7 separate regions of the Mus musculus genome follow, and all the other regions are linked to region 1. Evidence: chromatin contacts called from public HiChIP or PLAC-seq and promoter capture Hi-C data. All regions are on one chromosome and are shown on one strand. The core of a region is the stretch at or near the end of the contact, and the rest is flanking DNA. Distances in the headings are between cores, read along the strand shown.

Region 1 (3,656 bases), core at 926-3,425:
TTGGGAGGCAGAGGCAGGCGTATTTCTGAGTTTGAGGCCAGCCTGGTCTACAGAGTGAGTTCCAGGATGGCCAGGGCTACACAGAGAAACCCTGTCTAGAAAAACAAAAACAAAAAACAGAAACAAAAAACAAAACAAAAGAAGTCTACCATAAGGAATTTTCTTATGCTGATTTAATTCTTTGATCCAGTCCTAGTAGGCCAGCCTTGAACTTTACATTATGAAACACACACACACACACACACACACACACACACACACACATCTGAAAGATCTGAAAGGTTTTTTTTTTTTTTTTCATTTAATAAGTAAATAAACAGAAGTAAAAATCCACCAGGAGAAAGACCTTATCCCCAAGACAGAATCAGGTTTAAACACATGAGAAGCAGCCAAACTTTTACCTTTTTTGGGGTTCTACACCGGCTCCAAATGATCTCTTTGAAGTAGTTCAAGACAATAGTGCCATTATTATTTTTCAGACAAACTGCTGTAATCTACCCAGAGGGTTATCAGATTCAAGAAGTGAGAAAGGTTACCTCTGGCTTCCTGTTTCGTAAATCCTAGAGACATCTAGCCAGCGGCATGCAGAATGAGAAAGCATCAAGCAAGGACAGACAGAATGCTGACAGAGCAGAGATGGTTAGAGGTGAACTAAGGCGTCAAAACCATGAACATTAACAAAGAATAGACTCACTAGATATGGCATTTGTTTAAAAAAAAATCTCACCACTAGAAACATATAGGTCAGAGTGTGTGAATTTATGCTTCTATGTGCTTCTATGTCAGTGACTTGAAAACCCTGAATAAAAATAGTAAGGCACAAACAAGAAGTAACTTGGAGTGTGCTTTTGTGTCAATAATCGGAAATATGACACGGATGAACAAGGAAAACTATAAAAGTTGGAAATCAGAATCTGCTTGCCTACGGTGTACTTTAAAAGGTTGTATAAAATTACTTAAATTGTTTTTAGACTCTTGACTATAGTAGTATACTCTTGTCCTGAGTACAGATAAGGCAACTAAAATTTATTGAGCAGACTTTACAACTCATTTTAAGATGCAAGTTTGCATTTTGGAAGCAAAACATTATTAGTTTACAAACTTCCAGTTATAAATCACTTACGATGAAAAAGGATAGCTATTATGTTTGCATAAATGACCTAAAATTAATACAGTACACAACCAAAGGTTATTAGCAGCGAGTCACCTAGTGAAACAATGAAATGTTGACTTCCAAGGGAACTAGGACACACAATGCTTTTAAAAGAAAACATTGCGTTCATGTCTTAGTTTTACCTCTAGACATTAATGTTCTTAAAGTAACTTGAATGTTTAGAACGAGCTCCTAAGAAACATTCATACGAATTCATCAGCTGGTCCTTGGGATAAGGGGAAGGCATAAAGAGCTCGAACCCATAAACAAGAGGAACGAAAACGACCAAGAGGGTCAAGCAACATGCCTTACAAATCAGCTTTAAGTTTCAAGCTTCGGAAGGCAACATTCGGACGGAGTTCTTGGGGCTATCATGTATTCAGCGATGCAAGTACTTTACCATTGAATTCTAACACTCCATCAGACTTTCATGCATTTCCTCATCTATAATTTAAATTTGGAGCCTTTTAGTATTCAACTTATTTGCAAATGTTAGTAGTAGTGCTGTTAGTCTAGTTTCCATGTTTGTATAAAAAAGGGCAGACAATCAAAATTTTTTTCTTTTTTAGTTGGGGGGCACGCAAAGAGAACAAGGTTGGCGCGAGCCTGAGGCAGGAGCAGAGGCGCGGTGCCCGCCTCCGGTGGTCGCCTGGGCTCGGGGGTCAGGAAGCCACCTCTCCAGGGCGCAGGCTCCTCTAGGATGGTGCCAGGAGTGCCCGCAGCCCCAGGTCACCAGGCGGCAGGCCGCGACCCGGAAGTGGAGCAGCCGCCGGAAGTGCCGCCGCCTTCTTCCACACGCCCCACCGCCCGTCGGACCCGGGCTGCCGAGCCCAGCCCGCCCAGGTACCCCTTCCCTGGCTAGGTACGCACCCGGAGTCGTTGCGCAGGCTTCTCTGGGGCTGGAGCCAGGGAACCGGGACCCGCGGGCGAGCGGGCGAGCCAGGAGAGGATGGCCGAGTGGAACCCTGTGCAGCCTGCGGGTCCCAAGGTCCTGCGTGGTGGCCTTCGTGTCTGACCCAGATAACGGAGGCGCCGGGGGAGGAGCCGCTAGCGGCCCGGGGCTCCCGCCTCCTCCGGCCGCCAGCACTGCTCAGCCCCGGGCTCCGGGCCTGCTTCTCTCGACCCGGAAAGCTGAGCCCCGCAGAGCGCCCCGCAGGCCGCCTCGGAGGCAACTGCCCCCCTCCACCCGGCGCATCCACTGGGCCATCCCTGCCACCGATGGCTTCCAAGGCCTCCCCGCCCTTAGCTCACCTCCACCCCCACGGCACAACTTTTAACCTTCCTTCAGTCAAACGCAGACTTCTTGCACCATCATCTGGTTTTCCTGACTTCAACTCACTTTGATGTTCTATGAACCAAATTCCCAGCCTCTTTGTCCCCTGCTGTTTTGAGTTGCTTTCAGTTCAAAACCAGTCTTCTTGGATTCAGGTGGCTGGTGTTGAAGGTTTGCACAGCATCACGCTCTGCAGATTGTGTAATGATAATTCTGTCAAACTTTTAAAAAACTGCTTAAATGCCCCTCTGTAAAGCTCTCACTTGGAGCATGGTTGACTTAAACTTTTGACTTGATGAGAACAGTCTTTTGGGGGGAGGGTCAATATAGGGTTTCTCTATATAGCCCTGGTTGTCCTGGAACTCACTCTGTAGACAAGGCTGGCCTGGAACTCAGAAATCCGCCTGCCTCTGCCTCCCAAGTGCTGGGACTAAAGGCGTGCGTCACCACTGCCCGGCTGAGAACAGTCTTAATTACTAAAGTTCCCATCAATGAACTGAATAGAATTAAAAATGGATGCACCCCTGTTTATCAAAAACATAAGAACCAAACCGCTGTAAAAAGAATCAGGGTTGATTGATTGTACAATATACTATTCTTTACTGAAGGAAATTGAAGAAAACAATTTCACATTATAGAATTTTTACTTCCTAGTGTGAAATCAAGTTTATTACAACCTAGCTTCTGCCATTTTACTAAAAGCACAGCATGCTGGAGCTGGAGACATGGCCCAGCACACCCTCACAGGACCGGTCTCTAGTCATTCTCCTCTGTAAACAAACCACCCGGCATCTCTTCTTACATGGTGTTCCTTTCATACTGGGTTATACTAGTCTTGGTAAATCCACCAACCTTGATCTCTTTCCCTTGAGAAGCTATTGGACACATTCCTTGTCCCTCGGGGTTCATTTGTGCTTTAAAAGTTTATGCACGAGGGCTGGTGAGATGGCTCAGCAGGTAAGAGCACTCGACTGCTCTTCCGAAGGTCCGAAGTTCAAATCCCAGCAACCACATGGTGGCTCACAACCATCCGTAATGAGATCTGACTCCCTCTTCTGGAGTGTCTGAGGACAGCTACAGTGTACTTACATATAATTAAAAAAAAAAAAAGTTTATGCATGAAAGGATAAAGAGTTTAAGGAAGTAGCCGGGCGTGGCGGCGCACGCCTTTAATCCCAGCACTTGGGAGGCAGAGGCAGGCGGATCGAGGCCAGCCTGGTCTACAGAGTG
Region 2 (3,771 bases), core at 1,158-3,657, 680 kb after region 1:
ACATACTTTATACCAAAAAGCAAAACATTTACAAATAATCCAATATAGGTCATTGGACATACATAGATCTATACAGATGCACACACACACACACACACACACACACACAGAGATCTGAATGCACTGGAACTTCACTGGGATTGTCAGGACATAGACTGCATAGGAAGCTCACTCTCAGGGTGAAGGGTGCTAAGCCCCATGGCACAAATAAGCAATCACTTATACAAAGGTACCAGACTTTGGGAACAAAAGGACGCAGAACAATTATGCCACTTCTTCTTACTCATGATTTCCAGTGTTACACAACCCTTAAATATAATTTACTTTCTCAAGCCTAGATTTCACTTGTTTATGTACTATTTCCTATTTTTAAGTCATCAAAGGCACTTTTAGGGAAGTAAATGAGCCACAACCCTGTTTCTTCCAGGGAGACCGCCACCGTGATCTGATTAAGTCAGAGCTGGCAGTTAGCTCACTTGCTTCTCTCTCTCTCCCCATTCAATCACATTGTTCATGGTTTTCCTCTTCTCAAACCTTTTCTATCTTCCGTTGTCCTTCACATGTTTCCACCTTTTTCTTTTCTTTCTTTTTTTTTTTTTTCTTTTTTTGGTTTTTCGAGACAGGGTTTTTCTGTGTAGCCCTGGCTGTCCTGGAACTCACTTTGTAGACCAGGCTGGCCTTGAACTCAGAAATCTGCCTGCCTCTGCCTCCCAAGTGCTGGGATTAAAGGCATGTGCTACCACTGCCCGGATTCCTCTTCTTTTTCTATAGTGAAATCTGAGTTTTTCAAGTGTTCTAAGTTTTAAATATTTGATGACTCACACACACACACACCATAAAACACTATTACACATGAGCATCGCTTGCTCTGCCCTCAGTATCTATAACATTTCTTTTAAGGTCTACATGTTGGTTATTACCTCCCCGAAGATTTGGCTTATTTCAGGTGAAGTAATAAAGTCTCCTTTTTCTCCTAGCATATCCTGATGCACATAATATCCCTGAGTAAAAGAGGAGAAATGGAAAAGATTAATTTTCAAATAAAGCTTTCAAAAGTGCTCCACCAAAATTTTATGGAATGCTTACAGTGAAGTAAGTATTTACCAAGAAAGTTCTCTCTTCTGAAGTAACCAAGATAAGGACAGAGTCTTTACCTAAATTTTACATAGTAGTAGTCATTTTGCAAAACTCACCAAACAGCAATTACTCAAGTAGAAGGGCTGCAGACAAGATCATCTCTCTACTCCTTGCCCTCTCCCACTCTTCCATACCAATGCAAAGTCTCACTTTCTTCTCATTTTAGTTCTCCCTGGCATCCATTCAGTCTATTCAAACAGTGTCTTCACTGACTTCTCTCTCCAAAGACTCCCAACCCAAAACTAAATCCAGTGCTTTTTTTTTTTTTTAAATAAGACAACAATTACGTTTCTTACAAGGCTTAATTATCTGGGGAGAAGACTTTGTCTTAACTTCATATCCCAAGTTTTACCATAATGCTTAACCTTCAAGAAAGACTCAAAGCTTTCTTTTAGCCAGGCAGGTGAAGACCACCTAGAATCCCAGCACTCAGGAGGGTAAATAAGAAGATGCTGCAAGTTCAAGGTCAACCTCATACATACAGCGTTTCCCTTATACAAACAGCAGAAATCCACAACCCCGGTTAGAAAATCAGCATTCCTTTAACTCAGGAAAATTAAATTACATTCTGTCACCTAAACTCCGCAGGAATTTGTCATGACCTCTTTTTTGGCACTGCCCTTTAACGCAAATGACAGATAAGACTATATTCCAAGGACTTCGGCGGTGGCTCAACACCTGATGGCTCTAGAGGCCTTCGGGCTCCTCTGTGTACACACACTGGGTGGTTCACGCTCCCCCTACGTTTACCTTGGCTGGGTTAGTCAAAACCTCCTTCATGTACTCGGCCACAGTGATGGGACCTGTAGACTTTATTTTGTACATAAGATGCCGCAGCATCGGTGTCACCTGGTTGCTTTCTGCCGGCTCATTCCCGGAGCTGTAGCATTTCCCTCTCCAAATACAGGGAAGGCCTGAAAAGCACGATTAAGCACCGCCCGCATTAGATATCTCCATTTCATTTACACGCGCAGCAAGCAGCCTAAAGCTTGTAAGGATGCCTCGTTCATCACTAACTTCGCCCCAACGTCAGGACCCGATGGAGGCAAGGCATGCACCGAACCCATGACTACAAGCCCCTCCACACAGCTAAGCCTCTCTGTGGACCAGCTTCCTGCTCCAGCCCCAGGTGAGCAACGGAGGGACCAAGGAGCCGCGCCATACGGTTTCCATGGAAACAGGATCCTGCAAGGGGACTCTCACCCGCGCGGGCCACGCAGCGTCTCACCAAAGCATTCATTCCTACACCCCGAGGCCAGGCTCCGCCCCGGAGGCGGGGTTTAAACGGTATTTCCTGAATCGCCCTCGCAATAGGAAGTGCGTCACCGTAAAGCGGAAGTAAGCTCCGGGCTGCACTCGCGTGTCCAGCCCGCCATGTCGGCCGACCAGGAACCTGTGGCGTTCCTTGCCAAGCAGCCCTGGCGTCCCAAACAGGTGACAGAAGATCCGGATGAGGAAGACGAGGAGGATGGCGATGAGGGCAAGAATGGCTTCTCCCTGGAGGAGGTGTTACGCCTCGGAGGCACAAAGGTAAGGGCCGCAGGCTCTGGGGAAGGGGATGCTCACGGCTGCCGGGAAGGTGGGACCCGCAGCCCAGCCTCCGACCTGCTCTGAGAGCTTCCCACGCATTTACTGTTACCGCGCTTCAGTGGGAAAAAAAACAGTTCGGCTTGCATGTTTTCTCCTGGGTTTATGCCTCGTTAAAATGTAGGCGATCGGATTCTAACCACGTGGGCAAATGTTTTGAACACGACCGTATGTGTAATCTACATCTGCTAGGTTAAAAGGTTGGATTGAAGTCGCTAAAAGAACCTGCCAGTTTACATTAGCCTTTTATGAAAGTGCCTCTTCCTCCCTACACTACCTCATAAAGTACTTTCTATTATTGGAAGGAGTGTTGTATGTTTGTTGGTACACTCGTGTGGAAGTCAGAGGACAACTTTGGAATCGATTCTCTCTTTTATGTGACTTCCGAGGATCGGACCTAAATCACCAGGCTCCTTGGCATAGACTTGACCCACTGAGCCATCCCCTGCCCACTCAGATAAACCTTTAACCTTGCTCACCTGATGCATTACGAGTGCCTAGATCATTGCGATTTTCACTGGATTTTGTGACTGTCAGCTTGAGAATCTTTTCATATCTTGAAGAAGGTTCTTCAAAAGCCTTTTCCCTATTGTGTACCTATCTTTGGCACATTTTCCTGTTGGATATCTGTGAGTTTGCCAGATAATAGTGTAATAATTCATATGTGATGGTTTTTAAAAATGAAGTTCTTACTGAATTTCTGGGTTTGTAATACGGCCTTTTTTTTTTTTTTTTAATGTGTTTCTACAGCAAGATTACCTTATGCTGGCTACTTTGGATGAAAATGAGGAAGTGGTGGATGGGGGCAAAAAGGGAACCATTGACGACCTTCAACAAGGTGAACTGGAGTCATTTATTCAGAATCTGAATTTGGCCAAATACTCAAAGTCTTTGATTGAAGAAGATGAACCAGAGAAAAAGGAAAACACCAGCAAAAAAGAAGCAAAACTACTGAAGGTGGAGAATAAAAAACAAAAAGCAACAGAAGGAAAAAAGACATCGGAAAAGAAGGTGAAAAATAAGACTGTACCAGAACAGCGTCCTGAG
Region 3 (3,925 bases), core at 1,214-3,713, 620 kb after region 1:
GACAGACTATATCAGCATCAACAGCAAGATTTTTTTTTTCTCCCAAGAAATCCCTTTAGCTAGTAAATCATTTTTAGTTGAGTTTTGTTTAAAACTTAGATATGACCAAAAGAGGTCACTTTTTGAATTTCATCCAGGTTCATGACACATCCTGAGGGTGGGGTGAGGTGGAGTTTCTTTTGTTGTTGTTGTTAGCATAAGCCAAAACTTAGCTTCCTTTTTTTTTTTTAAGCTTTGAAAGTCTTCCAACGTATTACATTGAGGTCAGTGCTAGCTTCTTCGTGTCTTTCCTCAGAAATACCTTACTCTCAGTAAACATTTAGTACAGAACACATTTTATTTGCTTTTATACTAAAAACAAGGTCATGCAAATAGTGGGCATTTTCCTTCTTCTGTGTAAGAACATGTGTATATATGGGGCGCTGGCGATTGAACCCAGGGCCTTGTGCGTGCTAAGCGTGTACTCTACCACCGAGCTGCCCTCAAACTCCTAGATTCCTAGTGATTCATAGTTTACAAAGCAAAATGAACACGAGTGTGATTTCTACCTTCTAGGGATGTATATACTGAAGAGAAGGTGTGTTTGCAGGAAGCCCCAGGGAAGTCGTGGGACCCGGAAGACAGTCAGACCTTAGAATGCAGTCTGGCAGCAGTAGAAGTGGGGCTGAGCCAGGCGAAGTGTGTCAGCCAGACCAGCTGAGCGTCACATTACAAGCCTATGATAAACCTTTATAAAGAGTTGTTGTGATTAAAAAGAAAGTTCTTAGTGCAGTCCTGGGCCATAATGCTCAGAAAACATACCTGTGGCTTCAAAGACTCTAAATTTAGAAAGATCCTTGGTTCTATAGATGTTTTAAAACTTTAGTGAACATCAAAGTTGCAGCATTTAGTTGCCGTATGTCAACAAAACCATATATACATACATATTTTTTTAATTTTAGTTCTGACGTGTTTATTTAAACTGGGAGAGTTTATTCACAGTGTCTGGTATGTGATGACTACCTAGTGGATGTTAGCTCCCATGTTTACTTGATTTCATATTGATAAGAGGCTTAAAAAATACCCTCTAAAGCTACTCTTGCTATTAGTTTGTTGAATGAAAAAACTAGATGTAATTGGAATGAGAAAGGAAGTTGGTAGAAAGCAATTCATTTGAGTTATAATGGCATTTAGTAAAATTGAAATTCTGTCTGTTTTTAGGTGATTTAAAATACTTGGCTTTAGTTTTGATCATTTAAATACTAGATCTGAAGACCAAATATTCAGTGTACTTGAGGGGTGATTTGGTCTGTCTGAATGAATGGATCCATTGTCTCTGTAGACATGAGTTGGTTGTAATTTTCAGTTCTGTCATAGCGGATGAAAACCCCAGCTGTGTCTTTTGTTTTCTAGGACAGAGTTGTCATTCTGTGTTGTTTTCTTTCCCCATTCTCTCTACTACAGCTGTGTTGCAGTGGCTTGGCGACATTCTAATCTTTCTGAGATATATATATATATATATATATGTGTGTGTGTGTGTGTGTGTGTGTGTGTGTGTGCATGTATATACATATACATGTAGATACATACACACATATTATCTAGGTTAAATAGTGTTGGGCAGTCATTACTAAATACTTAAACTGATGATGGGAAAGTTAATTTGCTGTACATTCAGGTTACAATCTTAGCTAAAAGAGGGAAAGTCCAAGCATTAAAGTTAAAGACAATTCAGAACTACTTACAAAACAAGCGGAGAAAGTGTATTTTAAAAAGAAAAAGACTTCTCTGGTTTATGTCAGACGTGTGGGGTTAAGTTGAGCACGTGAACTGGAGACCTGCGGAGACCTGCGGGGAAGAATCAGTTCAGGTCCCTGGTGAGTCCGTTCTCGCTGACTCGTCTAGACTAGTGACTTTGGCTTTAAATGAAAATTATCATTGGAATTCTTCCCTATGGTTGAGCGCTTTCCAGAATTGGTGCTAAATGAATGTTAGTCTTGTTTCTACAGAATAACCAACAGAATTTTTAATAAGTGCTAGTTAAATAACTAAGCTCTGGGTTCTCCGGGAGTCTGAGGAAACCTGGAAAGAGAACATCCTAGCATGTGTTTACTGTCATTCCGAATAAGTCTTAAAGATGTACTGTAAAGATGTACTTGGTCTCAAGTTTAAAAATCAATTTAGTATCCCATATATGCATTCGTGTGTCAGCCTCTAAAATTAGTATACTTCACTCACTTATATGAAAACAAAAATATATGTGTCCTAAAACTCCAAGGGTTTCTCATTTTTATACTACCTTTTAAAAATGCCTAATGATAGGTAAATAATTCACTCAGATAATATTGAATTCTGATGTTGTTTGTTAACATGCAAATGCTGTCTTGCCAAGTAAAATAAAAGTTTCGTAAGCTTCCTACCTTATCTGACATTCCACTGACAGAAGTTAGTTGGCATGAGATTTTTATGAGACAAGTTTCTCATAAAAACTTTTTGTTTCGCCACAGTTGGTCTAGAACTGGGAAAAGCCTTCATTTTGCACAAGGCAGGGGAGTTATTGACCGAAGAAAATAATAAAATAAAATAAATTGAGAAGCTACTGAAAGAGTGCTGTTAGGAACGGGCCAAATTAAAGACTTTTTTTTTTAATTGCTTTAAACCGTCGTTCCTTAGCTGTCCTTCATTTCCCCCTCTAATCAGGGCTGAGGCAGGGTAAGGAAGGAAACACAGGCTTTGCGGTTTTAGGAGGTTACTAGCTCCCGTCCACCTTCCCTGCACTCTAAACCCTTTCATCCTAGAGCAGCAGTGCTCTCCAGCCTGAGCTTTAACCAGCAACTGGGCAGATAGTTCCATGTTGGAGCTGACCTGTGCACTCTGCCACACCATGTGTACCTACTAAGTGTTCACAAACCCCAGTTCTGGAAACGAGAAATGCACAAAGACCCAGCTGGGAGCTCTGAGCTCACTGTAGCCTGGGCTTGTTACTGAGAGCTACTAACCATGTACCCGGATGCGACCCTGGGAGGCCTGAGCCTTGTCCCAAGAGCCCTTGCTCTCCTCCATGAGAATGGGGTGTTTAGAAGGTGTATAGGCCATTTCTTGGGGGCATCTTACGTCTTAAGGGTACATAGAAAGTAGCAATGGCGAGGCAGTTGTCCCTCTGCTGCCCTGTGAAGGAGAACAGCAGATTTGCAAATGGAAGCAAGAGTTTGTGTGCATTTATTTTTCCAGAATATATTTTCCTTTTAAAATTATACAACTGAGTGGAGAGTGGCCTTTTCCTTTATTCCTTATTCTGTTGTTAGAAAAACAAGCCATTATCTTTGAAATGCTTCCGCTTTCTGTGTATTTCACTGGCAGGTTATTTTTGATAGATTTTGAAATATAAAGTGCTTTTGTTTGTGGTTTTTAATGTTTGGTTCATGCCTTTTTTTTTTTTCCTCATGTGGTCCAGGCCAACCTCCAAATCCCTGTTTATCCAAGGGTGCCCTTGAGCTTTGAATCCTCTGCCCCCAGCATTAGAAGCTGGGATTACATGTGTGTACCTCTGCGCTTGGCTTGCCCATGACTTTGCCATAGCCCCTATGTACTGAGAATCATTCTGGAAGAGGCAAAAATAATTTTGAGGAATAGTTGAGTTTGGAGTTTTTGAGGATCAGTGAACTATTAAAAATAGGCAAAAATATAAATAATGAATTCTTATATCTTAAGCTTATGAAAGATGGTCAGCCTTGTGTAATGGACATATACAATTCAGGGCAAGGGAAATGACTCCATGGATAAAGCTTTCTTTTCCATTTTCATGTGTATTGTGTTCGTGTGTGTATTTGCATGACTTTTGCATGTGTGGGCCCAAGTGTGTGCAGATGTGGTACACATGTGTGCACATGCATGTAAAGACCTGGGGTTGATGTCCAAGCCATCCACAGTTAGTCTTGTGCTTTCC
Region 4 (3,695 bases), core at 655-3,154, 730 kb after region 1:
TCTAGAAAGATTGACCTATCTGTAGCGTCTCAGTCATCCTACCACTTAGGAGGAAGAGGCAGGAGGCTTGCTACAAGTGTGAAGTCAGCCGAGCTTTAAAAGTTCTAGATCACTTAGGGCTTCAATCAGACCTTGACTCCAACCATCAAGCAAAGCAACAGGAACACACCTGCTGGCTTGCTCAGCTGGTAGTGTCTGCTTCCCATGGTCTCTTCCCCAACACTACAGTGACTAGGCATTGTGGTATGGATCTTGGAGGTGAACACAGGAAAACTGGAAGTTCACGGTCACTTTTAGCTTCACGACAAATTTGAAGCCAGTCTATACTACATGCCAATCTCAAAACAAAACACTCACCAACTCGTGGAGAATATTGGGAGTTGATAAGATTGGGTGTACATCACTTGCACACTTGCTCCCTAACCATTCGCCTCCAGAAAGATCCAGAGGCACCCCTTTCAGTGGCTAACACTTCAGCTAGATGTTCCAAGACCCCGAAGAAATTATGGTGATCATGGGTCTTTGGAAATGCCAAGAGTAAACCACCTAGAATGGAATAGGTAGAGTGAGCAGAATGGCATCCATTGTGAATGTTCAGTAGAGAAATGTCTGCAGAGATCTCGCTGTCAGCTTCTCCCTAGGTAGTCGGGTGTTCATTTAAGGTGCTATAGTAGGGAGCGGGAGTTTATCGAGGCTGATCTGGTCACGGGCTTTTCACATTAGAGACCTCAAATTACACCCAGGATCCACGCTACAAGAAAAGTTAGGCTGTTGTTCTCCTACCTTACAGGAAAGGAAGAAGAAAGGAGTGGGCACAGCAATGTTGACTGTGAAATTGGGGGCTCTGTCTTGGGACTTTTCCATCTCTCACCAGTTGCCATGTTGGGAGTACAATTTCCCGGTTCTAATTCTAGCTCCTGAGTTCTCCTCATAGGGATGGTGCTCAGCTCAGAGTGCAGGCATGAAGATGTGTCACTGGGCAGTGTGCCACAAGCTAAACCCTCAAGTCCTGGGCCAGCAAGTTCCATTATGGGAGTGTGTTACAGTCTTACAGGAAGGTAGGATTGCTTTTCTTTTCTTTTTTTTTTTTTAATTTTGTTTTAACCCGTATACGAGTTCACTATAGCTGTCTTCAGACACACCAGAAGAGGGCATCGGATCCCATTACAGATGGTTGTGAGCCACCATGTGGTTGCTGGGAATTGAACTCAGGACCTCTGGAAGAGCAGTCAGTGCTTTTACCTGCTGAGCCATCTCTCCAGCTCAGGCAAGGTTCCTTATTAAGCAGGGACTGCTGGTGTTGGCCTTGTGATAAAACATTCCTTGTGGCCTTTCTGGGAGCAGGTGGATCTTAACAGGGGCCTGGCCTGGTGAGTGATATGCAACAAGGGGCTAGCAGGTAACTGCTGAGGGCTGGACAAATAGATTTAAGAGAGAATTCTTCAACCCTCTGGCCAATGTTGTCAAGATGGCTATGTCCTCCTTGGCATGGCAGTGTGAAAGGGGAAGGAGACTAACGTTTACAAACCTGGACTTCAATTGTCACAGACATAGCTTGGCTGGACCCTCTGAGAGGCGAGTTACTCAGTATCTCCCACTGCACATCGGAATTCGGTAGCATCCATGTGCCCAGTTGCTTCCTCAAAGTTTGTTTTGAAAAGTAGATTGTGATCATTGATCCAGGAGCAGGAGGCTTGGGTTTCTCCTTCTTCTTCCTGCAGAGCTTTCCCAGAATGGAAGCCAGGAAGTGTCCGAAACCTGGAGAAGCTGGCAGTTACTGCAGTTGCACAGGAGAGGGGAGGCGGGCCCGGACCTTGGCTCCCGCGCTGGGGTACAGAGGCGACACGCCTACCTGACTTCTCGCGGGTGCGAGCCGGTGCGGGAGGGGCCCAGAGCAGTGTGGGAAGGCGGAGTCCGCCGGGAAAACGAAACAGAAGAGAACCGGCCAGGCCCGGACTTCCATGGGCAGCAGCAGCGGCAGGGAACGGAGGGCGAATAGATTTCAGAGCCTGCACCTGAAGTACAATTCGAATCCTGCTCCAGGGAGCGAGCCACTGTCCGGATCCAGAAACTTTGGTAAGACCTGAGGGCTATTTTCCCACTCCTGGATAGCGGTTGCAGGAAAAGGGACCCAGAAGGAAAATGACAAGCCCAATGACTTAAAACTCTGGAGGGAACTCTAGAAGCCTGAATGACCCAGAGACTGAATTCTGCGCCAAGACTTTGTGCTGCACAGTCATGGCATTCCAATTAGCTGTCCTTTGTGACAAGCGGGTCCTGCTCCATCCTCCACCAGCCGCTATGGTCAGGCAACCCCCCCCCCCGCGCCTCCCCCTCCCCTTCCCCCTTCTTCTCCCAACTCCCCCGCCCAGTGCCCACCACTTTCAGACTTACTTGGTGGTTCTGGGCCACAGCCAAATACCCTCCAACTCCTGCCTTCATGCTGCCTGTTTCTACTTCCTGGAAAGCCCTTTCCACCTCACCCCACCCCCAAGTGACTTCCTGGGCAGATCTGTCTATCCAGTCCTTTTCACAGAGCCAATGATATGAATTACCTTCCCTAAGCTAGAAACTCCACTCTGCCCTCATAGCCAGCGCCCCCCGTCCCCTGCCCCATATTTTTCTCAATCTTCCAACTAGTACTTAGTACTAGAATTAGTCTTTTTCCTTCTACCAGTAAGATCCCAAGAGCAGTTTTCATTGGCTTGTATAAGCCTAGCACCTGATCCCTGACAGGTGCTCGTTCCATGTATGTTAAGTGGATGGTAATTCATAAATAACCTTGAATTCTAGAGAAACGGGATTCCCTGTTGCACCTTTAGTACTAACCGTGCCTTGCCCCCTGGAGTTAAAGACACTCTCAGGGCAGAGTGTGTGCTTGTTTTTCAGCTTGCCCTGCGGCCCTGGAGGGACCCAAACACTGTGTGCAGCTTGCTCCTTTATATATCATATACTAGCTGAATGCATGTTGTATGGGAAGCAGCGACTGGAGGGGCTCAGCCTTCTGGGGTCCTACAGTCTTCAGGAAGGAGAAAGATCAGGGTCTTCAGGATATAGGTGAGACAAGCAGGTGGCATTTGTTGGTGCATGTGATGGGCTGCTCTTTGGGTGAGCGACTGAGAGCTGAGAGCAGCTTCCTGGTAAGCATCCTGATTCCTTTATAGGAATCCCACCTGTCAATACAGTGGTGAGGTGGAGTGATTCTAGTTGCCCCTGCAGCATCACAGAAGGCCAGCCCATCCTGAGAGGTGAATAAAATTGCTCCCTAGACAAAGGGTTCCAACTCCTGGGAGCATGGATTGGACCGTACCTAGCCATTCATTCCCCAGTGGACTTATTCATTCATTTGTACCAAGCCCTTATTATAGTTCTGGTACCTTCATTCCTTTTTCAGTTACAACTGTTATATTGATTTTTAAAAAGAATTTATTGGGGGCTGAAGAGATGGCTCAGCGGTTAAGAGCGCTGACCACTCTTCCAGAAGATCTGAGTCCAGTTCCCAGCAACCACATGGTGGGTCCCAACCATCTGTAATGGGACGGATGCCCTCTTGTGGTGTGTCTGAAGAGAGTAACAGACACTGTACTCACATTCATAAAAAGTAAATAAATCTTTCTAAAAAATAATTTATTTACTTTTTATTTTTAATTATGTATCTGTGTATGAGTGTGTGCATAGGAATGCAATTCCCTTGG
Region 5 (3,636 bases), core at 1,076-3,575, 880 kb after region 1:
GCCTGCACCTCGCTTTTATGTGTGTGCTGTGGATTCAAACCCAGTTTCCCATGCTTAGATGGCAAGTACCTTATTGACTGAATCATCTACCCTGCCTTATTATCTATGCATTTAATTATGTTTTATAGTCTTTTGTGAATCAGTTTAAAGCCATTGTCTTGTCTGACATGTCTTCTGTTAGAGGAAAAAAACAGATTGTTTAACACCCAAGCTTATAAAAATTACTTAAATCGCTCAGATGAAAAAGTTCCAATCTTAGCCAGGTGGTGGCACACACTTCTTTAATCCTAGCACTTGGGAGATAGAGGCAGGTAGATCTCTGAGTTGGAGGCCAGCCTGGTCTTACAGAGCAAGTCCCAGGACAGCCAGGGCTACACAGAGAAACCCTGTCTCAAAAATCCAAGAAACAAAAAACAGAAAGAAAAGGATAGGGAAAAAAAAAAGAAAGGAAAAAAATTCTATTTATGTTTTCTTGGTTCTGATAGATATAAGAGTAGTCAGCATGTTTTTAATTAATTAAAATTAAATCAGATAGATAGAGAAATATATAACTAGCCCTGGCTGTCCTAGAACTCATGCTGTAGACCAGGCTGGTCTCAAACTCAGAAATCTGTTTCCCTCTGCTTGTCTCTTGTCTCTGGGCTGTGCCACCATGTCCAGCTTAATTTTTTTAAGGTTACTGGGCTAACAGGCAGGTAATCTGGGTGCTAGTTTTGGTAGTCATCTGTCATTCAAGGTCTCATTGAGGACAGTCTCAATTTCTTGAGCTGTGAATGAATCAGGCTGGATCTCAAAGAACATTTAGAGCCAAACTAATTTATGACACAAGGAATTTGGCCAGGCCTGGATCAACTTTTTATGATAATAAAGAATGAATTCACAAAGCAGAAACATTCAGTAACTGAGCAGAGGGCTTTGCCATCGCTCTTTGCAACCCGAGCAGAGACAATGTGTTTCCTGTCCTTTTCACAAGTTGCCATGGGAAGACCAGGGAACAGAGAGGACAGGGACAGGATGCCCTTCCCTTGCAAGTCACTCATCAGCTTGTATCTTGACTCTCTTTTTTTCTTTTTTCATGTCCACCAGATCAAAACAAAATTACAATTTTTTTTTGTTGGAGTGACAGATAAATAATTACTTAATTTCGTTTTCATTTCTTAAATGTTCTTCAGGCACATTCCTTTCTCCAGTTGGTGTAGTGTAAATTTATAATGATAATAGTTATCAGGGTACTCAGAGAGGGAAAACACTGGCAAACCACTTAGAAGGAAAGGATTTTAGTGTGCCTTTGGTGTAAAGATCAATTGCCCAAGAAATTAGGAAAGCGACAAGTGGGAAGGGGAGGTTCCCGGGTTCAGGAGTGCAATAGAGCAAAAAGGGACTTTGTTCCTTCTGATTGTAGCCCTTAGGGCTCTGTGACTCTATATGTATGTCAACCTCCTTTTGATGACAAGAACTGTGACATCTATCTTTATATTCCTGGCACGGAATATTACTGACAATAAAATACTTGTTCAAGCGAATTGAGTGAAAACTGCCGCAAAGATGGGGGGAAAAATGAGATTGGACAGGCAGCACTTCTTTATTACTGGAGATCTAAAACTTTGGCAGAATTTACAAGCAGGATTAGCACAGAGAAAGGGACTTTTAATACTAATATTTCAGACCAAGTGTTAAACTGGAAATTAGAAAAAGCCCTCATGGCAAATGTCGAACCTTAGCAGAAAGAGAGAAGACCAGAGTTCCTCCTCCTAAGGGAAAACTGGTCTGTTAACAAGCACTGAGCCCCTCTGGGGATGAATGGTAGGCTCGATGGCAAGCCGTGGTCCAGGGGTGTCGAGGCTTTGATGAACCCCGAAAAGGGCGACGAGGGGGCAGACGACCGGATGGCTTGCCCAGCGCCTATTTCTTAACAAAACGACCAGGAAGCCCTAAACTAAGTGGAGCTAGGGCTGGTACTTGGCGTGATAACTTCCGCGTGCGAATATGCAACAGGGAGCGCCGCTCGCGAACTTCCGCATGAAGGGAGCCTGCGGCGGCGCGACCCGAGGGGCATCGGCTGGCCGCACTGCCGAAGAGGAAACCCGCGGAGCCGTCAGGGGAGGGCGTGGCGAGGAAAGGGCGTGGCTTCGGTCCGGCCTCCGAGAGGCGCAGGCCTACAGGCAAGCGGGGTTCGCCACGCCCCGGGACTACATTTCCCGGCAAGCCCCGCGGGCCGCAGTTGACCCACTTCCCGGCCCGTCACGGGCTCGCCCGGCCCCCGCGCCCGGGCGGCTGCTCCCTGCTGACTGGGGTGTGGGCGGGGAGCGGCGGAGGGAGGAGGCAGAGCTGGCCGCCGCAGTTTGCCGCCGCTGCTGGGCGCCTAGGCAGAGAGCTCCCCGGGGTTCGTGCGGCCGCCATGGACGAGCAGGCGGGGCCCGGCGTCTTCTTCAGCAACAACCACCCGGGAGCTGGCGGTGCTAAGGGGCTCGGGCCTCTGGCGGAGGCTGCAGCGGCCGGAGACGGAGCGGCTGCGGCGGGGGCGGCCCGAGCTCAGTACAGCCTCCCGGGGATCTTGCACTTCCTGCAGCACGAATGGGCCCGCTTCGAGGTGGAGAGAGCCCAGTGGGAGGTGGAGCGGGCGGAGCTGCAGGTAAAGACCCTCCCGGCCTGGCGGTCCTCATCCCGCCTCTTCTCTCTCTTCAGCCCCGCCCCAGACCCTTCGCCCCCTCCCCCAGCCCGCTCGCGCCCCCTCCCCCTTGCCTTGCGCCCATCACTTCCAGAATCTCATCCCCCTTCCTCCAGTCACCTTTGACTTTTTTTTGCTGATCCCACTTCCTTGAGCCTGTTTTCCCACTCCTTCTGATCCATTTACCCTCCCGGCGGCTGTTTTCCCCACTCTCAACTCCGGTGCTTATTCCTACTGGTTTGCCATGCCACATTTTGGGGTTGTCTGTCCCTTTCGGTTTACTGATTGGGTTGACAGTAGTTTTGAGAGACTCCGAGCAGATCATCCTGGCTCAACCTGACGCACCCTAGGTCTAGAGACGTTCCTCGCAGAAGGGTTTGGCAGTTGTCTATCGCTCACTCTGCAAGGAAGGTGACCAGAGAAAGCAACACAAGTTGTATCAGTGAGGCCTTGGCTTTCCTCGAGAAACTGATGTTACTAGCAGTGTCAGCTCCAGTTTTATGTCTGAAAATGTTTCCCTGTCTGCCCTTTGACCCCATCCCGCATTCGCGTTTGGGTTAGACTCATAGGTTTCAGTGAAGGATTTGATTGATGGGAGTCAGAAAATGGGCAGAGGTGGGACATCTTTTCACAGAATCTCAAACTTCCCAAGAGTTGATTTGTATGTCCAGAGCTTAAAAGGAACTAAAGGGGCTTCAGGGCTACGTTGCCCCCTTGCATAACCTGCCAGATAAAGCATGCTTATCTGAGAGGAGCTCTTGTGCGCCAGAGAAGCATGAAAGGTTGGTAACTCACTGGTCACTCTGAGTTGGTAAGTAGGTTTACTGTGACTGTTTATAAAACTTCCAACACATACACTAATTTCCAGAGGAACTCAAAGAGCTGTGAATTGTGCCTCTCTGTTTTATGGGCTAAATCTGTATGCTTATGAAATTTGAGTACAGTTTTAGTTTGTTTGCGAAGCACTC
Region 6 (3,722 bases), core at 892-3,391, 780 kb after region 1:
AGGCCAACTGGGAATGGTGTGGGTTTTAGAAACCTCAAAGGTTTCTAAACTGACACACCTCCTCCAACAATGCTTTCCAAAAAGTACTATGAGCCAACTGTAAGCCATTCTAATCAAAGTCACCAGACCACCAGAGACAAATACTCTTGTTTTATCCTTTTTTTTTTTTTTTCTCTCTCCCTGAGATCAGGTCACCCGCCACCTCAGGCTGGCATGGAACTCACCATGTAGTCCACGCTAGCCTTGAACCTGTGATTCTCCAGTTATGAGACAAACCCTCATATAATCGTGTAGTATTCTCCAAGATGACCTGCTCCTAGTCAATTTTGTTGAGCAGTTTGTGTAATAGTTTTTAATAGGATATATTAGAGTGACTTTGTTTTTGGCTTTTCTGGAGGCAGGGTTTCTCTATGTAGTCTCAGCTATCCTGGAGCTCACTTTGTAGATCAGGCTGACCTTGAACTCATAGAGATCCACCTGCCTCTGCCTCTTGAGTGCCACCTGCGCCTGGCTTAGGGTGACTTTTTGGTCACACTATACAGTGCACTCTACAGTTGGTAGTATGAATGAATTGAGTGAAGTCAGTGGTCATATATGAGAACACTCAAGAAGCTCTGTAGAGATGGCCACGTGGGAGGATCCGAGGCACAAATGAGTGAGCCAACTAAGTGCGCCTCTTAGAAGATTAGTCAAGCCCGAGATGAATCAGACTGACCTGCAGTCTCCTAGTACTCACCTAGCTTAGGAGCAGCCCAGTAGATAAGAAGTATTAGTTCCACTTTCCAGCAGGGAAAACTGAGGCTCAATGTGGCTAAATAATTGGTTCACAACCACAAAGAATACAAGTCTTGGTGATCTTGTTCCTGAAACGGAACGAGGTTGTAATTGCTGAGATGGGTGTTGAATCCAGGGCCTCATACAAGCAAGGAATGTGCTTTATAACTGAGCTAAATCTCTAATTCAAACTAGATTATTTTTAAGGGAAGCATTTAACTCCACAGACATGGTGGCCCTCTGGTGTGATTTCAGCACCCAGCAGTTCGAGGACAGTATGATCTACCTGTGTAAAAATACACACACACACACTTACAAAAGTACAAGGGATTACATGTTACTTTTAAAGCTCTGCCTTTTATAGTTATTCCATCTTTTACATATAATTTTCACATAAAATCACACTGAAACTTCACAGCTGGGGGCACTGTAGATTCATTAAATGATACGGTTTGAGGAAGTTAATTACCAATAGTGAGGACATTATGTTAGGAAGTGGAATAAGGGGGCTGGAGAGATGGCTCAGAGGTTAAAAGAACTGTCTGCTCTTCTAGAGGTCCTGAGTTCAATTACATGGTGGCTTTATAACTATTTATAATGAAATCTGGTGCCCTCTTTGGGCCTGTAGGCATACATGCAGGCAGAACGCTATATAATAAATAAATCTTAAAAAAAAAAAAAAGGAAGGAAGAAGGAAAGAAAGAAAAAGAGAGAGAGAGAAAAGAATAAGGAATTGGGTCTTAAAATGTGAAGGTTCCCCTCCTATGAGGACAACATACACTAGCATTATCCACTTCCTTCAAATATAAGAATAAACTCCACAAGTCGATAGATAACCCAGGTAGGGATGCTGGTGGCCTGACCCCTCACTTAAGAGTCACAACAGCGAAGTGGTCAGGATTCTGGGTCTGAGGGGGTAAATCACGCAGCATCTGTTGATGGTTGGAGGTGGTGTGTGTCAAAGAGCCAGAGCAAGTTTAGGTGAAGCGCTTTGCCTGTTCCGAAATAATGGAGCAACCACTTTCTCAACAGGACGATTATAGGTGCTGCTAGCGTATTTCAGTATTGAGCACCGAGTTTGAAGCAGAGCTACAGAACACACAGAGCTGGGCTAACTCTCCTGTGGGTGCCTCGGGCATCGCAGGCTCTTTCTTCCCTCCCGCTCTCCTCCCTCCTGCACCCTCCCACCAAAACGACCACTTACGGATGGGGCGTAGCTGACGCTGTGATAGGCAGTCACAGCCAACTTGCACCGACCTCTGTCATTCTCCTGAGCGCCCGCACACCCTGAAGCCGGAGCTTTACTGCCCGGAACCAGCTCCGCGGAGGTCGCGCTGCGCATGCGCCGTGCAATTGGCGCAGGACCCACAAACATCCCACTCGTCCCCGACAGCCGATTCGCTTCGAAACTTGGGGTGGGCGGGGCTAAGAGGACGTGGGGGCGGGCCGGTCCGCAGGACCTGTGTCTCGCGCATGCGTCGTCTCCCGGCTTCCTGAGGGCCGGAGTTTGGGAGGCGGGGCATCCGGGTCCCTCGGCAGAGCGGAGCTTGGCTGCTCGGCTCGGACTAGACCAGGAGGTGAGGCGGTCTCGCGCGCTGTCAGAGCCTGCAGGCTGTGACATCCCTGGGTCCCAGGACATTTTCCGAGGGCTGAGGAGGGAATTCGAGTTTTGAGGCCGGGGATCCTCAGCCTCGGGGTTGACAGCTCGAGGACTCCTACGACGGGAGGCTGACATCCCAGGGCGGCCCGGGGACCCCGGTTTGCGTTTCCAGCAGACTCTCAGTTGTCGGGGTCTTCGGAGCGGCCCGGTGCATCCAGACCCGGAGCACTGCATTCCCGGGGCGAGGGGTTGTCCCGGGCGCCCCTGCCGCAGTGTCCCCGTGGGGCCCGCCTCCGCCGATCAGAACCCTACGGTCACTCTTCTGGGTCCCGGTGGCGAGGGACGGGTGGCGGAGAAAGCTCCCCAGACGCCTGAGCTCGGTGCTTCGGGGTTCTCAGGGTAGAATGAGTTAATAGCCTGTGTTCTAACAGGGAAACAACCGCCCCGGAATAGTGCCTTTTTTGCAGTATTTACATTTTCCTTTCATTCCATTCTTATCGCCAGTTTTTTCTTTCTTTCTTTCTTTCTTTCTTTCTTTCTTTCTTTCTTTCTTTCTTTCTTTCTTTCTTTCTTTCTTTCTTTCTTTCTTTCTTTCTTTCTTTCTTTCTTTCTTTTAAATCATTGTCCTTTCAAAGTTAGTTCTCTAATGAGAAATGAAACCACGCTTTCTTTCCCTAGCTTAGTGGTTGCATTTATGAAACTTGACATTTAATATTTAAGAAATCCTTACATGTAAGGGCTGGAGAAAGGAATCCGTGATTAAGAATACTTGTTGCTTTTGACAAGGACCTGGGTTTGATTTCCAGCGCCCACAAGATGACTCACAACCATCTGTAACTCCAGTTCTAGGGGGAGCCAACACCCTGTATATATATATATGTGTGTGTGTGTGTGTGTGTGTGTGTGTGTGTGTGTGTGTGTATGTATGTATGTATGTATGTGTATACATACATTTGGGCAAAACACTCCTACACATAAATTAAAAATTCCTTAGAATATATTTTACTCTTTTTTTAAAAAACGAATCTGTTCATTTAAGGTGTGAATTAAGAACATCAATAATGGAGCTAGCTCACAGTTTATTGCTAAATGAGGAAGCTTTGGCTCAGATCACGGAGGCAAAGAGACCCGTGTTCATCTTTGAATGGTTGAGATTTCTTGATAAAGTCCTAGTTGCTGCCAACAAGGTAAGCATTGCCCACCTCACCATAGGTTGATATAAAGAAAATTGAAGGCATTGTGTTTTGAAAATGTTATGAGTCTTTCATCTAAGGAATTGGAGGATGTTATACTATGGGAATTTCTACCTTATCCTTCTCTTAGTCAGCAATAAAACCCAAACCTTGTC
Region 7 (3,632 bases), core at 249-2,748, 870 kb before region 1:
CTGAGATTGGCCTTGCTCCTCTGCATCTACCTCTCTCCTGAGGGCTGGGATTAGCGGCTGCATCACTTCTCGCAGCTTGAAATGTGTTTTAATAACGAGAAGCCAAGGAATAGTTTTCTATAATAGTTGATTTGGTTCAGTCACTTAAGACCACACAAACCAGTTGTTGAAAATAACTGATATATCAGTTGTTCTCTGAAATTCCTTTTCTAAGTCCTTCCTAAGCTATAATTCCTCTGCCTTTCTCTTTAAAAAATTATATTTATCTTGTGTGTGGTGCACCTGCCATTGGCCATGTGTAGAGATCAGACGAACTTCTGGGAGTCAGTTTTTCTGCTCCCAGCGTTTGGGTATCTAAGACAGAACTTGGGTTCCCAGTCTTGGCTGCACCTGCTCTTTCCTGGCTGAGCCCTCCCACCAGCAGGTCTGCTGTTGTCTTACTACTCTGATGGTTAATGGATGGACTTCAAACTATTACTGAACACGTTCAAAATGAGGGGGACTTCTTTTTTTTTAAGATGCAAATCTGTACATGTATTATAAAAGGAAAGGCTTGTAGATTTCATTCAGATCCTAAGAGGTAGTCTAAAAGATGGTGGTTTCAAACATTTTTCATCTGTGAGATCTTGTTTATTGTACTACAAAACAGCATGGTTCTTCCAACTGTCTTCTCATCTATGAAATGAAAACTGAAAACTAAGACGTTTTACTAAGAAAGCGTTCAATGATAGAGCACATGTGCCACAGCGTTGCACAGTGCCACTACAGGAAGCAAGTCCATCCTTAGGATGGACGGACAATTCATAGATACTGCTTTTATAGCATTCTGTGATTTTCATATCTCTATCCTGGGTCCTGTACCAAGGCGAGGTGAGGGCTGGGGGGAAATCCCTCCCTTCCAGAAGCTAATTATCCAGTTGAAGCTATGAAAGATCCCAAGCAGGATGGACTAAATCCATAAATAAAAGCTTGTGGGTTTGAATAGACACATGATCAATAAATACTACACGTATGCGTTACGTCCTCATGGCATGGAAAGGCAGATGGAAACAGGCAATCTCTCCTCCCACTAGACAAACACTGAGCAGTCGGGCCTTTTGTTTTTTTTTTTTTTTTGTTTTGTTTTGTTTTGTTTTTGTGAGAGGGATCTATCTTTTGTGCAATCTGTTTAGTATACAGTGCATGCTCGGGGCACTCCTTATCTTCGTGCTGGGAACAAAGTACACACACCCCTTTTCTGAAACACAGGGCCTAGGATCTCCTAGAGCTGGATGGGCTCCCGGGCTGTGGGACCACACAAAAGGGGCGCTTCGCCTGCTCGCAGGCCCCCACACCCAGGTTCTCGGGTCGCGGGTTCGCCTTCAGGGTCCTTCAGCCCCGCCTCTGCGAGTGCCCTCCCCAGCCTCTGGCGCGCACCCCTCCTCATCCGCGGGCAGCCGGAAAACCCGGAGCGAACCGGCCCGGGCCAGCGGCGCATGCTCAGTTGCGAGCAGGTTCAGTTTGCTAGTAGGAAGCTCCGGCGCTACACCGGCGGCGGCAGCGGCAGCGGTAGCAGCAGCGGCGGCGACGGCCAAGCGGCCGGATTCCCCGGCAGCGACCTCGGGCCCTCCCCGTTCCCCACCGACCCCTGCTCCCGCTTCGTCCCGTTCTGGGCCTCTCGCTTGAGTTCCCCGCTGGCGAGCGGGCGCCACCGGCCGGAGCGTCCATCCACGCGCCGTCTCTCGGCGGGCCAGGCCGTGCCGGGGAGCGCAGCCCCGGCGGAGGGCGGCCCGGGGCGGAGCGGGGGGCCTGCCCCGGGGCGGTGGTGCGGGATGCCGCCGCCGCCGCCGCCGGGTTGCGTTGGCTCTCGGCGAGCGGCGCGCGTGTCGGGTGGGTGTCCGGCCGCGGGCCTCGCCCCCCAGACTCCTCGCCAGCGCTAGCCGGGCCGCGCGGCGCCCCGAGGGGGCCGGGCCGTGCACGGGCTGTGGCCCTTCTCCGCGCCGCGAGCCGCCGCCCCTCCGCCCGCCCCGAGGCGCCCCGCGGGCACCATGCAGGCGCAGCAGCTGCCTTACGAGTTTTTCAGCGAGGAGAACGCGCCCAAGTGGCGGGGGCTGCTGGTGCCTGCGCTGAAAAAGGTAGGGGCGCGGAACCCGCTTCCCGGCCGCAGTCCGCGCGGGGCTGGGCGAGGGTGGGGAGGCGGGGCGCCACTGTCGTCTTTCTTCCCGGTCTCGGATCTCGGGGAGGTCTGCTCGGGCTGCGAGGTTCCCCGCGTCCGCTGCTCCAGCTGTTGACACTCGCCCGGGGTGCGTGGGAAGGCCGCACACAGTCGGGGAGGGTTGGTCTGGATCATCCAAGCGCGGAGGCGGGGGTTGGAGGAGCCTCGGTTTTCCGTGGAGGTCAACGAAGGCCATTGCCTACCTTCTCGATCTTCCGAACTGCGGTCAACCTCTCGTTTTAGGAGTCCGGTACTCTCACTGGCTCGAAAGTGCCTTGGCCACAGTGCTTGCCTAAGTAATTGCGAGGTTGCCTGCCAGCAAGAACATGGCCTGCTCGGCTGTGCTCGTCCTCAGTCATAACTCCCCGTTTTCTTGACCCCCTCCCCCATTACAGCGGTGATGCACATGCCACTGTATTCAGATTGGTTCTTTTGAAGTGTCTGAGAATCTTTGAACGTCATTTGGTTTGGTGTTTTGCATCTTTTTATTTGGAAATGTTGCTACATTTTAAAAGCTTCTAAAGCAACTGTCTGTCCTTTGGTTAGGCATTTTGGATTTTTGTTTGCCAGTGGTTAAAGTTATTCGTGAATGTTGCTACATTTTAACAGCTTCTACAGCAACACTTAGTGACATAGTAAATACTGTACTAAGACATCTGAAACAGGTGTGCTTGAATGGATTTTAAAACAACCAGATTGGTTTTTGTTTTCATTTGCCTTACCTGTAGAAATTGTTTTACAATTTAATCTCCCATTTCTTGTTGCTCAGATGATTTTCGTGCTATCTTTGCTAAAATGCAGTTTTGTTACTACTGAGTACCTGGCGTTTACTGTGCCATTATGCAGAGCCTTTCTATTTTACCAGAAAGTCTTGAAAGGTATTTCATACTCCCAGAGGCCAGTACCTTTCAGTTTCTCGTCTGCCCTGTTCTCCCCTTCCCCTCTTGGTATGTTATGTGGAAACTGTTGGCTTTGTTGGAAGACTTTGCTTTTATCTTTCAGACTTAGGTTCCTGCGCTTTATCCTCAAGTGTCTCCCTACTTACAAACCTCTGTATGTTTTCTAAGAAAATCAAAGAGACCACCTTGTTGTGCATCCTTAATGACTCCATGAGACTTCAGTCCATTTCTACATTGGCTTTACCTGCACAATTGCCTGCTTAGCTTGGAGAATTGGAGAAGAATGCCTCATGATGCTAGAAGTTTGGTATTTTGACAGGACAGGATGAAGACAAAAAATTGATTTATATGTACAAAAGCTCTCATAGAACCAGTTTGAGGTATATGGCTTAAAAGCAATAGCTCCTATTCTAAGGAAACCTCCAAAATAACACTCGAGGCTCCTTTAGAATGGTAGACAGAGCATTGTAGAAGTTGGCAGACTACTCTAACTTGCCACTTGGGTGGTCCTTGCTGAAATCTATTTTGTGTGGCTGGCA

Evidence for each region. Promoter capture Hi-C pulls out the DNA fragments that hold promoters and counts their contacts. HiChIP or PLAC-seq counts read pairs in DNA pulled down with a chosen protein or histone mark. Capture Hi-C pulls out chosen DNA fragments and counts their contacts.
Region 2: a promoter capture Hi-C map of liver shows a contact between it and region 1. The contact joins the promoter of Ndufaf7 here to the promoter of Rmdn2 in region 1. A contact is called at or near these places in 13 of 39 promoter capture datasets (the 3T3-L1 cell line, 3T3-L1-derived adipocytes, the SN4741 cell line and 8 more), 6 of 115 datasets of contacts at active chromatin or transcription factors (bone marrow-derived macrophages, embryonic stem cells and stem cell-derived neural progenitor cells) and 4 of 9 other capture datasets (adipose tissue, liver, macrophages and 1 more).
Region 3: a promoter capture Hi-C map of liver shows a contact between it and region 1, with 4 times the contacts expected there. The contact joins the enhancer-like site here to the promoter of Rmdn2 in region 1. A contact is called at or near these places in 9 of 39 promoter capture datasets (the 3T3-L1 cell line, 3T3-L1-derived adipocytes, cranial neural crest and 5 more), 3 of 484 Hi-C or Micro-C datasets (bone marrow-derived macrophages and liver), 6 of 115 datasets of contacts at active chromatin or transcription factors (acute myeloid leukemia, bone marrow-derived macrophages, embryonic stem cells and 3 more) and 3 of 9 other capture datasets (embryonic stem cells, liver and macrophages).
Region 4: an H3K27ac HiChIP or PLAC-seq map of acute myeloid leukemia shows a contact between it and region 1, with 7 times the contacts expected there. The contact joins the promoter of Eif2ak2 here to the promoter of Rmdn2 in region 1. A contact is called at or near these places in 4 of 39 promoter capture datasets (cranial neural crest, hippocampal neurons, maxillary cranial neural crest and 1 more), 4 of 115 datasets of contacts at active chromatin or transcription factors (acute myeloid leukemia, bone marrow-derived dendritic cells, bone marrow-derived macrophages and 1 more) and 1 of 9 other capture datasets (macrophages).
Region 5: a promoter capture Hi-C map of liver shows a contact between it and region 1, with 2.1 times the contacts expected there. The contact joins the promoter of Strn here to the promoter of Rmdn2 in region 1. A contact is called at or near these places in 3 of 39 promoter capture datasets (cranial neural crest, maxillary cranial neural crest and pre-B cells), 1 of 484 Hi-C or Micro-C datasets (embryonic stem cells), 3 of 115 datasets of contacts at active chromatin or transcription factors (embryonic stem cells, memory CD8 T cells and pancreatic cancer cells) and 3 of 9 other capture datasets (adipose tissue, embryonic stem cells and liver).
Region 6: a contact with region 1 is called in a promoter capture Hi-C map of pre-B cells, with 4 times the contacts expected there. The contact joins the promoter of Gpatch11 here to the promoter of Rmdn2 in region 1. A contact is called at or near these places in 5 of 39 promoter capture datasets (cranial neural crest, hippocampal neurons, liver and 2 more), 1 of 484 Hi-C or Micro-C datasets (embryonic stem cells), 7 of 115 datasets of contacts at active chromatin or transcription factors (acute myeloid leukemia, astrocytes, bone marrow-derived macrophages and 3 more) and 4 of 9 other capture datasets (adipose tissue, embryonic stem cells, liver and 1 more).
Region 7: a contact with region 1 is called in an H3K4me3 HiChIP or PLAC-seq map of bone marrow-derived macrophages, with 5 times the contacts expected there. The contact joins the promoter of Sos1 here to the promoter of Rmdn2 in region 1. A contact is called at or near these places in 1 of 39 promoter capture datasets (liver) and 1 of 115 datasets of contacts at active chromatin or transcription factors (bone marrow-derived macrophages).

Annotation. Positions count from the first base shown.
Region 1 is chr17:79,613,736-79,617,391 of GRCm38.p6, reverse strand. Rmdn2 (regulator of microtubule dynamics 2) reads right to left here and starts at 2,175. Exons shown (of 11, transcript NM_001368314.1): 1 at 2,024-2,175.
Region 2 is chr17:78,935,771-78,939,541 of GRCm38.p6, reverse strand. It overlaps Ndufaf7 (NADH:ubiquinone oxidoreductase complex assembly factor 7), which reads right to left and starts at 2,407. Exons shown (of 10, transcript NM_028611.3): 1 at 2,341-2,407; 2 at 1,888-2,051; 3 at 921-1,001. The coding sequence starts at 2,377. Cebpz (CCAAT/enhancer binding protein zeta) reads left to right here and starts at 2,472. Exons shown (of 16, transcript NM_001024806.2): 1 at 2,472-2,667; 2 at 3,475-3,771. The coding sequence starts at 2,512.
Region 3 is chr17:78,991,304-78,995,228 of GRCm38.p6, reverse strand. The region is part of intron 2 of Prkd3 (protein kinase D3); the gene reads left to right. The region is part of intron 5 of Gm41622 (a long non-coding RNA gene); the gene reads right to left. Among named protein-coding and RNA genes, the nearest start is that of Gm41622, 9.4 kb to the right of the region's middle. Within about 2 kb of position 2,463, at least 47 of the 459 cell types and tissues checked have an H3K27ac peak or open chromatin away from gene starts, as enhancers often do. A contact at or near this core is called in bone marrow-derived macrophages, hepatocytes and liver, where this site is marked.
Region 4 is chr17:78,880,781-78,884,475 of GRCm38.p6, reverse strand. Eif2ak2 (eukaryotic translation initiation factor 2-alpha kinase 2) reads left to right here and starts at 1,904. Exons shown (of 16, transcript NM_011163.4): 1 at 1,904-2,076. It overlaps Gm26637, which reads right to left and starts at 2,592. Exons shown (of 2, transcript XR_876974.2): 1 at 2,395-2,592.
Region 5 is chr17:78,735,250-78,738,885 of GRCm38.p6, reverse strand. Strn (striatin, calmodulin binding protein) reads left to right here and starts at 2,325. Exons shown (of 18, transcript NM_011500.3): 1 at 2,325-2,632. The coding sequence starts at 2,399.
Region 6 is chr17:78,833,935-78,837,656 of GRCm38.p6, reverse strand. Gpatch11 (G patch domain containing 11) reads right to left here and starts at 2,141. Exons shown (of 10, transcript NM_181649.6): 1 at 1,979-2,141; 2 at 737-863. It overlaps Heatr5b (HEAT repeat containing 5B), which reads left to right and starts at 2,276. Exons shown (of 36, transcript NM_001081179.1): 1 at 2,276-2,351; 2 at 3,414-3,561. The coding sequence starts at 3,436.
Region 7 is chr17:80,478,319-80,481,950 of GRCm38.p6, reverse strand. Sos1 (SOS Ras/Rac guanine nucleotide exchange factor 1) reads left to right here and starts at 1,498. Exons shown (of 22, transcript NM_009231.2): 1 at 1,498-2,114. The coding sequence starts at 2,028.